3 separate regions of the Mus musculus genome follow, and regions 1 and 2 are each linked to region 3. Evidence: chromatin contacts called from public HiChIP or PLAC-seq data. All regions are on one chromosome and are shown on one strand. The core of a region is the stretch at or near the end of the contact, and the rest is flanking DNA. Distances in the headings are between cores, read along the strand shown.

Region 1 (2,700 bases), core at 200-2,699, 770 kb after region 3:
CAACAAGTTTGAACAGAAACCTTATTCCTATCATTTTTTATTTGTTTGTTTTGTTTTGTTGTTTTATTTCATTATCTTTACAGGACAGAATTGTGAATGTCCAATAATAGTCAGATGACTGAGGGTCCAAAAGGAGAAAGATCATTTTTTTGTGCACTAACTCGTATGATGGGTATTTTAACTACTGGTCAGATCAAGTGAAGGAAAACTTAAGGTGTAGTTTCCAGACAGAATTAAAAGAGGAGGAATCATCTGCCCCATCTATGGGTGTTAACTACTCTCTGGGATGTAGTCCTAGCCTGAATAAAAAGAGAAAAGGAAAGCCAGCTAGTCACTGCCATCTTCCTTTCTCTGTTTCCTGTTCCATCTAGATGTAGATGTGAGGTGTTCAGCAACACCAGCCTGCTGCAGTGGCATCTCTCACTACCATGGTCTCTGTCCTGGTAGTAAGACTAAACTACCACATGCTGTAAGCTAAAATAAACCCTTTCTCATTTGAACAGATTTTTGTCAGGTTTTGGTAACCTATAATGATAAAAATCACTGAAGTGACAGATCTAAAAGACCACAATAAGGTGTTTTAGCAGACAGGTGGGTCTTGCCTTGACAATTACCCAATCACACAGGATATCTTCTTTCATACTCCTTTACTTCTGAAAAAAAAAAAGAATTACTCTTTTTAAAATTAATTCTTTCAAATTCTTGTTAAACATGATGGCTTTCATTATGGTGTTTCCATACACACTCTGCTCTGGCTAGTCCTTCCCCATCACACCCTCACTGTCCCCCTGCCTCATTCTTCCTGGTGTGCTTTTTGGTCTCCCAATATCAGTCCCTTGTTGTCATGTCACATGTATCATTTTAACCACTAAATATCTCTTTTAATTGCAGAAATTAAACAAGTCTGTAGTGTTGGCCCTCTTCTGACTGAGTCCCTGCCACAGTAGGCACTGGAACTGGCAGGACACATGGATCAGCAAACAGAAGTAGGTAGGTAATATCTGATGCCTTTCTTCAGACATCATTTAATAATGTAAAAGGGGGTCCAAAACTGACTAAAAAGTGACCCTGTGAACAAACCCATGCAATCATCTGATTGGGTGTACAAACTGCTATATTATAATCATTTTCCATCTACTATGTGCAGAGAGCAACAGCGAGTGAAAGGTCAGTCATCACTCAGTATTTGTTAATTTCTACATACATGCAGCACTTCAGAGTACAAGCTTGTGCATGCCTGGGAAAATAAATATTAACTTATTGCTGAGAAACATGAGAGTCTATGGTGTACACTTTAAGGGAAACAGAAGCTCATGTGACCTGTACAGGGTGACATAGCCTGCTAACTGACAGGAAGGTTGTGATCCCTGGTGACATGTATGTATAGGAGACCAGAGGAGTATCCTCCCTGTTGTGATCCTTCTGTTATAGTGCTGGACAAAGCCTTAGGTGACTCAGATGTTGTGTAAGCTTAAAAGATGTGAGATATCCACCAAGTATGGCTGAATTATAAACATACAAAGTAACCACAAAGGGAAAACCCACTTCCATTTTGGGAGTCAATTAGTGCTTGATACAAGAATGAGTTCATATGACAAACACTAAGCTGTATCCAACAGTACAAAATATTTATAAATAACAGTAGCCTAACCCCTGAATAAAAGGAGGGCATTGCATTGCCATTATAAGATGCTCTTAGATGTGATCCAAGACCGTGTTGTTCCTTCTGAAAGAGTAACTTAGCAACCACTACAGCATCTTGGGTATTTACCCACAATATCCTAGGAAAGGGAGGAGTTTAATTCAATATAAAGACCTATAAATAATCTTCCCCCAAATAAAATGCAGCAAAGCTAATTGACCCCAGCTGCCTGCCAAAGCAGAATGACTAGCAACAACAAAATGTCAAGTAAACAGAAAAACTTACAAAAGAAAATCTCCAAATGAAAAATAAGGTACAGCATAGTTCCAGCAGAGCATGAGGAAAGTAGCCACAATCAATGCCAAGAAATCTTTAAAGCAAGCTTTCAAATCATCAACAGTGTCAGCAAACACCTCCTAGCCTCATTAGCAAACCTTGGGGGGGGGGGTAGCCCAGTTAATGGAAGCCACTGGCAGCCTCAGTAATATTCCATTTCTGAGCACTCTCCTGGAGGGGAGGCTTTAGCAGAGAAAAAGGAAAAGAAATGCTTAATCAATCTCCTTTAAAGACTCTTACTGCTTACAAAATTATAATTCCCTAAACACCCTTTGTCAAGGTAGCAGTCAACTAGAGCAAGAGTGAGGCCAGCCAAAGCGACCACTCCCTGAAGATAGTACAAAGAGAAAAGTCTAAAATTGAAGCCATGGTAACATGGTTTTCATTTGGACAGCTTTTATTGGATCCCCAGTATGTTTTCTTTCTGAATCACCCCCACGAGATTAACTCTGGTGTATATTCTTGTTTTCATCTGGAAAAGACATACAATTTAAAACCCAACCCCTGGATGGAAAAACATAACAACCCCAATTGCTCATAAAACACAAATAAGAGCAACAAAGGGCAAAGCATGACAGAGCAAAACGCTTCAAGGGGAAAGTCAGCATATTCCGGCAGTAACTCATTTTACTGATTGCAATACCTTCTTGAAAATACCTGAAATCTAGTTTAAAATAGGAGTATGCTGTTATGCACCCTTTAAGAAGAACTATGCAGCTGGG
Region 2 (2,700 bases), core at 34-2,533, 790 kb after region 3:
GTCTTTATACCTCATTCCTAACTACTACCTATAAATATCCAATAGCCTCATTCTGTTCCAGGTCCAAGCCATTACTTGTGTTTCCTGTACTTCTTCTCCTCTGCCCCTGGGCTTTCACTCCATTTTCCCCCAATTCCTCTTTATCTCTACAGGCATTTTTTACACTGTCCTTTGATGCATCTCACTATATGTATTCTTGGTAGCCCCTCAAGACTAACAACGCCTTAGAAGGAGAGTTACCTCCTTAAGCTTAAGATTATTAATTTACCCAACAATGCTTGAAATACGTGGAATGCTATTTAAAGAGTGCAAGATTTTCTGTGGTGGAATGTTTCTTCTGCCTGAGATGAAATGTCTGGCTCAGAGAGCAGAACTATGAGAAGTGCTATCTAGGCAACTGCACTGCTGCTCCCCTCTCGCTGTTGGTGATATATGGCACCACAGCTTGAGAGAACTCTACAGAGCACTCATTTTTCATCTTGACTTTTCACTTAAAAAGATTCATAGGTTGAAAACAAGCAATAGATATCATGACTGGTAAGACCATCCCAACATCTTTCAAGACCTACTTGTTTACTGGAGTAGATTATGTCACACTTCAAGAACAGACTCATTTGATACATACAGAAAGCAATTTCAGCATAGAAAAAATACTTACAAAGTCCCCAAGAAACATCAAACAACAGCTAACTCTAAAGAAGACATCTTGGGAGGATTACACTAACTTTTCCATGGAGCCAGATTGATTATGTTTGTGCATGTGATAGTTTCAGTGGCATGATGTACTCCAGGATGCTAAAAGCCTGGCTTCACGTGTTCTTTGATTAGGTATTCATCTCATTGACGGAATATGTTAGAGCTTACTACTTTTTGTACAAAAAAAAAAAAAAAGAGTAGTTGTTTAAGGCTGCTGATTTTCTGAGATCAATCAAGGGAATTCACATAAGAGTGGCTAAGCAGATGATTTTTAAAAATACATGATCCTTAGTACAGTATTGAAAAATAAAGTACTACAGCCCCATCAATTAAAACAGAAATACAACAGTGTCCTAAGTGTTCCTACAAGGGTATTTTTGAACTAACATGTAGTTGGTGGACCAAGAAAAGCAGATCATTCTCCAAAATGTAGGTGGATCTCATTCAATCACTTAAAAACCTAAATTAAACAAAAAGTCTAACTCTCTTCAGTTAAGGATGAATCTTTTTCTTTCTTAAATGCACAAGGGCTTGAAGTGACACTTTTGTGCTTTCTGGGCTTTGATCCAGGAATCTCATGAAGCATCCCTGGTTCTTAGCCTCTCAGAAATGGGTGAAACTATATCCTTAGCTTCCCTGGCTCTGCAGCCTGCTGACTCATCCCATAGATATTTAAGGATAGCAGCCTCCAGTTCCGGATAATAAATCCCTTTAGGGTCAGAAATGTAGACTTTTGGATATGTCTCCTACTGGTTCTGTTCCTCTGGAAAACATTTACTCTTCTATTCCACCAAATTCCCTGATCATAGAAAGTAAACACAAGTCCTATTGACATTTTGCAGAAATTTAATTAAGTAGATTGTCCAAGTTTATGTGGTTATAAAGACTCTGCAGAAATTAAACCAAGCCCAACTCCAAAGGACTAGTTCTTATATTCTGATGTTCTGTCTTCCAAAGAGTAATTCTATGTACAGCAAATACATTTAGTCATACAAACAAACAGAAATGTGGTAGATATTATAATACCTATGTGATTAAACCACTGTAGGAGTCAAGGTGCTCTGAAGGAACATAAAAACTAATAGAATAAATCTATGTGGATGTGAAGAAAAGAGGTTTATTGGAGTGGCTTACATGTGTGGTCTAGCTAGTCCAATAAGGGCCATGTACCAATGGAAAGTGAAAGAATACAGTAGGTGTTCAGACCACAAGAATGGATATCTCAGCTGTTCTTCAGTATATTCTAGAATCCAGAAGTGTATTCTAATGCTAGTGACTCGCCACTGAGATTGAAGACAAAAGGGCAATGAGCATAAGCTTTTTCTTCCATATCCTTTATATAGGCTACCACCTGAAGATGTGGTCCGAATTAAAAGTAGGTCTTCCCACCTCAAAAGATCTGGATTAAAGGTGGGTCTTCCCATGTCAAATAATTTAACTAAGAAAAAAATTCCCTTGGTGTACTCAGCCACTTGGGTTTTACTTAATTCCAGATTAACTCAAGTTGACAACAAGAATAGTCATTGCAGCCACTTAGTGCAATTTCTGCTGCTGTAATGAACTTGAGGTTTCATACTTCCTAAAGCAATGCAGTTCAATAGACTCAGAACTCTGGTGTGAGACAGTTCAGGTAGCATGGTACTAGTCCTAGGGCACGGGCTGAGTCTCACCAGAGCAGAAAGATGAGAACAGAAATAGAAAGCTATGCACAGATGTGAGATCCAGGAGGTTGATTGAACAGGATCCCATTCAACAATCCTTAGAACTAACTCAGTCCTATGACAACTACATTAATCTCCACTGAGAGTTATGGCTCCAATGATTTATGCTACAATCTAACTTTTAAAGATTCCTCTGCCTCAATGCGCCATGCTAGCAAACACATTTCCTGACATACTCAAGCCATATCTAAACCATAGCACTCCTAAGAAAGAGAATGAGAAGCAGATAATTCATGGAGAGGTGAGCCACTTACCCATATTGGATAGCACCAGGTGGAGAGAA
Region 3 (2,700 bases), core at 34-2,533:
AAAGTAAATGTCTTCTTTATTTTGATAATTCTTTTTGTGTTCTTTTTATTTTTTTGGGCATTCTTATGAAAGCTGTCCTCAACCTCATCTGATTTTGTCTTAGAAGCATGGCCAGGGGACTGGTGGTGGCGGGGCTCTCTACACCAATATAGGGTAACTAGGTTGGTTGCCTGCATGGAGGTCCCAGAAACTCAGAAGTCAGGGAAGCCCAGAGCAGAACAAGGAAAGGACTCATGAGATAATTGCAGAATGGAAGTTTCTTATACTATTCTGTACCAGACTCGGACTCTACGGTCTTCACACCCACTGTGAGCGTCTTCTCACAGATAAGACCTCTTGGCGTTTGCTTGTTTAAACAAAATCAGAGAGTTACTGACATATTTAAGTGTATACAGAATTAAGACAACTTTTGAATTAAACTGCTCAACAAGAAAACAGTGTAAGACTTGTTACGAACAAAATATATTGATAACTTAGTAATGGACACCCCAGAATCAGTAAACAATATGATTGGTTTATTCTTGCTAAGTAAAATTTTCGAAGAGTTTTAGTAAGGGTAAAATGTGTTAGACTGTGAAGCAAAACCGTTTGAGTGGTTGGATTCCATTTTGACTCTGACAGAAAGACACCTTTGTGCCTTGATAGGTTAGCTTCCCAGTTTAAAGCGCTCAGTACAGTACAGCCTTGATGAGATGCAGAACTGCAGTTGAGGGCAAGCATAGTGCTGGCCAGGGAAAGATTGTGCAACGGGGAAGTTTCATTTCTAATTTCGGGCCTAACTTTTTATAGTTAGAAAACTGTTTCAGAAGTTTGGCGCAATCTCAGTTCCACAGTCCCATACAGAAAATATGACTTACCTAGGAAACAATGTCTTAGCCCATAGAGCTGTGTCTGAAGAACAAGGCTAGAGGATGTTGCTTGATTTAAAAGGGCAGTGAACACGGGATGGTGCTGGACCAAGGCCCCCTTATCTTGTTACAAGAGCTCAGAGGGACCTGTTAAAAAGACATTCTCTTACTGACTGGAGATGAGGAGCTCCGAGATGCGGAGGCATTCTAAGCTGGAAAACAAGGTGTGAGCCTAAATGTGGCTGAAGTGGAACAAAGGCGTGTAAGGATCTCGGATTGCCAACAAAAGTAGCTGCGGTTTCCAGGGAGGGTGGTTGGAAAAACCTTGGTGGAAGGAGAGTCCCTCGGGAGGTGGCAGAAGGCGCAGCCCCGCCCTTAGTAGCTCCGCCCCTGTCACCCCGCCCCCACCCGCGCGGACCAATAGGAGGCCGGGATGTTAGAGTGTGGGAGGTGCGGCCGTGTTGCTACAGCAGGAACTGGGCGGCGGCGGGTGCTGCCTGCGGAGCCTGAGGCGGCGCGTCATGGACGGACTGGAAGGTGAGACGCGAGGGGGATGCGACCGCGGGGCTCCAGCGGGCCCGAGCGACCGGGGCCTGGAGTCTGGGGGCAAGTGCGGCCGGCCGGCCGGCTCTGCAGCGAGGTCCCCGCGCTCGCCGACACCCGGGGCGGAGCTGGCGGCCCCTTACGGGAGCGGTGGCCGCGGGCTGCCCGCCGGGCACGGTGCTCGACTTCACCGCGGGGTTGGAGCCCCCGCGTCCTCACTTCTGCAAGGCCTAACTACCATGTCGGGTCCTTTCTGGACCCCTGAGTTTCCTGTGGGCACTAGGTGTCTCTGGTCGAGTCTTATCTTTGCAAAGTGTATTCTTGGTTAAGGTTCGCGACGCCCGGGTCGCCAGCTCTTGCTGACCCCTCAGGACCTGCCCTGCCTCCAGCGAGCTCTGGACACACACCTTGGACAGTCGTAGGTCCATTCCTTCCATTTCTACCGCACCTTGCTCGGAGAGATGCCGGAGCATCTCCCAAGGAAGTGTCCCTGGCGAGCTCTACAGCAGGGACAATAGCTTCAACATTAATGGTTTATTCACGAGGACGGTCTAGGGAAAAGCCAGCTTTGCTTCCTTATCTTCACTTTATCCTGGTGCCTTAGCCATGGCTTCAGATTTTGTTTTGTTCCCAGTTCTTTCCCTTTCTTCATCCATTTTAATCCCGCGCTAGGACAACATTTCACTTAAAAAACAAAGGAAGGAAGAAAAAAAAAATCTTAACAGTGGTGACAACAGTTTCAGGATTTAAAAAGACTAGGGATCTTTCTGATATACAAGCTTTCAGAAAATTTGGATCCTGCTGCCTTAAAATAGTTTTTTTTTCTCTCTTAAAATTGTTTCACCACTTACTGTACTTGGAATGAATAGGGGACTTGATCCCTTCATTTTCTTGTATTATAGATAGTCAAATATTTCAGGACATGTTACGAAGTTAACAGTGGTAACTGATAACTCTTCCCCAGTGATTTAAGTGTACCAGAAAGAAAATATAATAATATGATTATGAATTTTATTTCACAATGATATTTTGCAGTTAAGCTTTCTCCAAACATCTTGAAGGTGATAAAGAATTCTAATAGATCATTTATGCTGCAGATTAGCTGTGAAGGTCTTGCTTGGTGTACCACTCAAATTAACATGAAATGAGAAATTGTAATGACAGCATACCTTTCAAAAATCTCCTATTTTTGGATACCCCTACAGGCAACTCATTTTAGTGATTTACAACTATACTAGTATAGGGACTGTATAGAGAATAGAGTTGAAACATAGGTGTGAAGACTTTACAACGCTATCATACTGCATGA

What was found. HiChIP or PLAC-seq counts read pairs in DNA pulled down with a chosen protein or histone mark.
Region 1: a contact with region 3 is called in an H3K27ac HiChIP or PLAC-seq map of the NIH/3T3 cell line, with 10 times the contacts expected there. The contact joins the enhancer-like site here to the promoter of Zc2hc1a in region 3. A contact is called at or near these places in 6 of 39 promoter capture datasets (the 3T3-L1 cell line, embryonic stem cells, liver and 1 more), 2 of 115 datasets of contacts at active chromatin or transcription factors (the NIH/3T3 cell line and astrocytes) and 1 of 9 other capture datasets (embryonic stem cells).
Region 2: an H3K27ac HiChIP or PLAC-seq map of embryonic fibroblasts shows a contact between it and region 3, with 10 times the contacts expected there. The contact joins the enhancer-like site here to the promoter of Zc2hc1a in region 3. A contact is called at or near these places in 4 of 39 promoter capture datasets (the 3T3-L1 cell line, embryonic stem cells and liver), 5 of 115 datasets of contacts at active chromatin or transcription factors (the NIH/3T3 cell line, astrocytes, embryonic fibroblasts and 2 more) and 1 of 9 other capture datasets (embryonic stem cells).

Annotation. Positions count from the first base shown.
Region 1 is chr3:8,268,727-8,271,426 of GRCm38.p6, forward strand. No RefSeq gene overlaps it. Among named protein-coding and RNA genes, the nearest start is that of Gm24614, 160 kb to the right of the region's middle. Within about 2 kb of position 1,450, at least 29 of the 459 cell types and tissues checked have an H3K27ac peak or open chromatin away from gene starts, as enhancers often do. A contact at or near this core is called in the NIH/3T3 cell line and astrocytes, where this site is marked.
Region 2 is chr3:8,291,943-8,294,642 of GRCm38.p6, forward strand. No RefSeq gene overlaps it. Among named protein-coding and RNA genes, the nearest start is that of Gm24614, 140 kb to the right of the region's middle. Within about 2 kb of position 1,284, at least 17 of the 459 cell types and tissues checked have an H3K27ac peak or open chromatin away from gene starts, as enhancers often do. A contact at or near this core is called in embryonic fibroblasts, where this site is marked.
Region 3 is chr3:7,502,143-7,504,842 of GRCm38.p6, forward strand. Zc2hc1a (zinc finger, C2HC-type containing 1A) reads left to right here and starts at 1,284. Exons shown (of 9, transcript NM_173181.3): 1 at 1,284-1,385. The coding sequence starts at 1,370.